Regions from separate parts of the Siniperca chuatsi genome. Here region 1 is linked to region 2. Evidence: chromatin contacts called from public Hi-C data. All regions are on one chromosome and are shown on one strand. Each heading gives the region's core, a stretch centred on a gene start, on an enhancer-like site or on the middle of the called end of the contact. The rest is flanking DNA. Distances are from core to core; before and after follow the strand shown. Region 1 has its middle 13 kb from the start of LOC122879156. Region 2 holds the start of bcas3 (breast carcinoma-amplified sequence 3).

Evidence for each region. A called contact is a pair of places that touch in the nucleus more often than the background predicts.
Region 1: a Hi-C map of an unstated tissue shows a contact between it and region 2, with 3 times the contacts expected there. The contact joins the enhancer-like site here to the promoter of bcas3 in region 2. A contact is called at or near these places in 2 of 3 Hi-C or Micro-C datasets (skeletal muscle and an unstated tissue).

What each region holds. Positions count from the first base shown.
Region 1 is chrLG7:3,435,203-3,437,902 of ASM2008510v1, forward strand. No RefSeq gene overlaps it. Among protein-coding and RNA genes, the nearest start is that of LOC122879156, 13 kb to the left of the region's middle. Within about 2 kb of position 1,434, the one cell type or tissue checked has an H3K27ac peak away from gene starts, as active enhancers do.
Region 2 is chrLG7:3,032,983-3,035,682 of ASM2008510v1, forward strand. bcas3 (breast carcinoma-amplified sequence 3) reads left to right here and starts at 1,336. Exons shown (of 24, transcript XM_044202928.1): 1 at 1,336-1,449.

The DNA of each region.
Region 1 (2,700 bases), core at 184-2,683, 400 kb after region 2:
AGCATGCCCCACATTACACACACACACACACACACACACACACACACACACACACACACATGTTCTACTGCCTCACAGCTTTCTATTTGTTCTCGTTTTAGTTCTAGAATTATTCCTGTGATAAAATAATCATTTAAATTGCAACATAGGTTCAGTATTAGAGCCAGTCTTCCGGGTTATAAATACATATAGTTTGGTAATAAGGTATGGAATTTAGTGGTGGAAAGTAACCGAGTCCATTTACTCGACTACTACTTAAGCATCATTTTGTGGTACTTGTACTTTACTTGGCTTTTTCCAATTTATGCCACTTTAAACTTCGACTACACTTCATTTCAAAGGCAAATAACATCCTTTTTACTCCACTGCGTTTATCTGACAGCTACAGTTAGTCTACAGATTCATATTTTACACAAAGCATATGATTGTCTTAAAATATACGATGCTTTGTTATTGAATAAAATACCCTATAATAAGAGTGGAAAATAGTTAAAACTGTAGCAGCAGCTTGACCAGCTGCAAACATTAAAGCGCTACATACACATTAATGCATCAATAATAATAAAATAATATTATAATATAAAATAATATTCCACTGTGAGGAGCCAATCTTGCCTGCAGAATGAATACTTTGAATGAACATTTTGCTGATAATAATTCTACATAAGTAATACTATAAAATGCAAGACTTTTACTATTTTCATTTTGAGGTATTGCTCCTTTTACTTAAATAAAAGAGCAGAATACTTGTTGAAACTATCGCAACAAGTCTTCATACCTAGCTGCTTGCACAGACAACCTTTGCGGCCGTATTTTGGGGGAGGACAGGCTCAATTATTGATTTGTGAATGATTAAATGAAGTTTTGGACTCAAAAATTGCAGTAGATTTTGTGCCAATCACTTTCATTTGAATACATAAATATGTGAACCTGACTATATTTTTTCATGTTTTACATTTTTGTAATGATATATGCTGCTCACATAAACCTGCAGGTTTTTTTTTTTGTGATTTGTGAGTTTCCTCATGAGATAATAATAAATTGATATGATGGGGAAGGAAATGCTGTACCAGGCTCTCACTCTGCTCTGCCACTGCTGATGACCCTCAAGCCTCCTTCTGATCCCTGTAGACACTGACTGATCTGGATATTTGAAGGCTGAGACTGATGTAGTTTAGGTTTGAAGCAGCTAGAAGCCAATATTTTACACCAACATTATAGATTAAAATATAAAACATTTTGCCTTGTCGAGCTGCAAAATAAGTCTAAAACAGCATTTAGTCTGTAGGGACAATTCTGTAATAAATACTTTATCTAATTTCATAATCTAAAAGTCTCTATTTGTGAATGAAAGGCCAGTATCGGTGCTGTATATCGGTCCGATGGTGCTGGGAAGCAGCCCAGAAACCTGTATGGTCTCTACAGAGTGTGTATTGTTATGCTGCAGCTCTGCAGGCTGCTCTCTCGGCTACTGACAGCGCAGGCGGCCTATTGGCTGCTCGGCTCAGGTGCAGCCATCGCACTGGTCCAAAGTGGAGCAGGAGGGATCCAATCACAGGCCACTGTTCTCCTTCAGGATGAGGCAGGGAGGAGGAGGGAGAAAACACACAGCCTCTAACCTCACTGCAACACTTCCAGGTGCCAATAACTCACACACACACACACACACACACACACACACACACACACACATAGATAGAACATACAAATGCAAAGTTTGATTTTATTCAGCATTTCACCAATAAAGTGAGATATGCTAACGGGAAAAGCGCAGGTTGATTTGCGTTACCTCCAATCAACAGTGCAAAAGATCCATTAAAACACTTAATAAACACACCTAGAAAATGCACTTATAATGGAGTACAGGCAGATCACATGGGCCGCCAGAGCTGTAAATTCAACATGTATGTATAGAATGAAAGAGAGGAACAATGTACTAACCATGCAATAATCAGATCAGATGAGTAAAGTTTACCATAAAATACTATGTGCAGAAAAGTTTGTCTTTAAAAAAACGTCTGCCTTTTGTCATATTCACTTATCAGACTGTCATGGTGGTGCTTTCAGAGCAGGCAGTGGCTCATGCATCAAGTCACGACTGAGTGTGCATGTGTGTGAGTGTGTTCGTGAACTCTATTTTTTTGGAAAGTTTGAAACTACAGCAGCACAGCATGCAGGCCTGTCGCCCCCTCCTGGACACTGAGGAGGGAGAAGACATGTCCACGACTTCTGTCTAAAAGAGCACAGAGCCTGACAAGAGCTTACTCTGGTAGTTATAATAACGCAAATCCAATGCAAAGCTTTCATTTTGATTCAGTTCAAAGGTCAATCAGTTTGCCTACTTTGGTTCTGTGTCTGCAAGAGGAAAAATCATCAAAAACACAACATGTGTCTTATACATAATGTCAACACCAAGCTCTTAAACTAGAAGAACACAGTACTGACATGTGCAGAGTGACAGTGGACATATTATGTTTGTTGTGTAGGCAATCCTTAGCATTGCTAAAGGTTTTTGAATCTAATATTATAGTTGTCAATTTACCTTCTCATGTAGCTATTTATGGATGTATGGAGATACATTTGGATTGTTTGGATTATCCACTTTACAGGACCTCAACCTTTTTTTAAATCACTGATTTATTCTGTGTCTTTGTTTACTTTTTCCTGTTCAAGGTCAATAGGGGTCAGATCCTATCCCAG
Region 2 (2,700 bases), core at 86-2,585:
TAATTTGAAGAAATGAGCCAATAGCCCACCTGGGCCTGTGATCTGCCAGGTTTCCATTCTGCCATGAAGACAAGGGAAAGTATTATCATTGAATGGAAAAGGCTATAATACTTCATGTCAGCCATGTGTTTGAGCCATTTTCACCACCAGTATCATCAATAATACTGTGTCGCTACACATTCCCACGGTAGTGGCTAGCTTATTGAGCTAAGCTAGCAGCTACAGGCTTACAAAATAACATAGATTCTTAACCCATTACAATATCACAGATCGTTAAACAAAAGCAATCTACATGCACCAGCTCAAACATAACGTTCTAGCTATTACTAAGAAGTTATGTATAAACATAAGTAACTTCAAAACTCCCTCTCCTTGTAATAGACTGTTTTGCTTATTGCATTTGAATATTGTGCACTGTACAGCAGGTTAAGTCTTTGAAAATGAAATGACAAATGCAGTTTTCATTTTCACATTGTTAGAAAATTACATTCATTTTCATTTTTAAAGATTGCTTGCATGAATGGAAAATGAGGTTATTGTTTATATTGCATTTTCAAATTTGAATTAACATTTGAATATTGTCCACTGTACAGCAGGGTACAACTGTCAAACAGCTTTTCCATTTTCATTTTAGTATGGTCATAGAATGGCCATAGTAATTGGATTATCACATTTTCATTAGAATTTTTACTCAAATAACAAATACATATGTGGAAAATTATAATGCTATTGTGGAATTACATTTTCATTTCCAAGTTTACAGTATCATTTTAATATAGTCCCCTATACAGCAGCGGACAGCCGCCCACCATTGAGTCTGGTTCTGTCTGAGGTTTCTGCCTCTTAAAGGAAGTTTTTCCTTGCCACTGTCGCCAAGTGCTTGCTCATGGTGGGATTTGTTGGGTCTCTGTAATTAATATTATAAAGAGTTCGGTCTAGACCTGCTCTGTAGGAAAAGTGCAATGAGATAGCTTCTGTTATGAATTGGCGCTATATAAATAAAATTGAATTTAATTGAATTGAATATGGTTCCATATTACTGGGTTCCTTTTTTCTGTCACACATTTGACCTGAGAGTTTAAAGAACACATTTATTTGGTTGTGGTCTCAAAGGGGGGATTGCTTACCCTGTTATTCATTGCTGATAGTGTTTTTAACCAGAGGAAGCCACGGTCTCTTCTGATAACAACAGTGAAATACACATCATTGTAAACACGGGACATGTTTTATTTAGTCAAATGCAGTGTTTCTAACATGTAACGCAGTCATTAGCCCCGCCCTTACTGCTGGCTGATTGGGTTGACGAAAACGTTTCTGTGCTCTGATTGGCTTCCAATTACACAACACAGTTCCGCAAATCTAGTCTGTTTGTGTTTTGACGTTTTAAAGAGCTCTTCAGACCACCACACAAGTCCATAAGCAAGGACACAGTCAGCGTTCTACACATCGGTTCGTAACTATAGCCGCTTGAAAATAATGTCTTACTGCAACATGAGAAATGCATCTCCTTTTTCAAGGCTTCAATTGTGTCGTTTTATCAGCTAATGCTAGCTAGCGAAGATAGCTGCGGCGTAACGTTACTTATCTATCAATATAACTCGAGCGTTAGCCAATAGCTGTATTGTGTTGATTTGGCAGTTGTCATGATTGTTGCAAGCTAGCTGAATAAATGTTCAGGATATGTAACGTTAACCGAGACTAAGATAGCCAAGCTTCTCAGTGTAGGGAAGCCAGAGAAGCTCATCTTTCAATTCAGACATGGAAACATTGTTAGCTGCATGCAGCCTAGTAGCCGAGTCGCTCCTGTTGTTGACATCGGTGCATACGCATTTGGCGTCTTCAGAGTCCATGCATACACTGTTAGTGGACTTGTTAGCCCCGATACTCGCAGTTATTTGAAAAATACTTAAACCACACTGAAACAGATGACACCTGAATGTTGCTTAACTAAGTGGCTTAGTACATCAAGACTTTCTTTCAGGCTTCACAACAGCCTGGGGCAACTTCTGCATGTCTGCAGTCGCTGCTCCAATAGAGCTACTCTTTCCTACAATCTTCCTTCACCTAAACACCTTGAACAGTAGTAGTGATTCGTTGGAGTGATTCGGTTGTGACACTCTGTTGGTGATGTTTGGTGGAATATTTAAACATCATTTTAAAATAAATCACTCCTAAAAATACGTTTTGAGTTTGAGTTTGGTGCTACTTGTTGTGGTTGCTGACTGTTTTTATGAACAGTTGTCTTGTAGATGTTGTGTCTGTCTGGTTGACAGTGACAGTCGATCTGTGTGGCTGGAGGACATCATTTACACTGACTGACAGTTAATTAGGTACACCTATCTAAAACACATACTAATACACCAATAACTTTTACCTTTCTGAAGGTTCTGGTGTTCAGTTTTTGTTGAAACTACTTTAGAGAGGTGCTAATTCAACTTTAAGATCATTTTGGAGGCTGTAGTTTGTGGTGCTTGTAATTGTTTTGTGTTATACCTAGAGGTGGCTTTCGTATTTAGTCAACCCTTGTTGATATAATGTTCATTATATTAGAATCACCTCAGTATAACTTAAGGCACTTGTAGTAGACTGCATAAGTTTTAGCTAGGTGTACCTAATCAACTGGCAACTGAGTGTATTTTAAACCCAGACAATGGTCACCGTCTTTATTCCAAAGCTTTATTTTGTCTCTCTAAAATTACA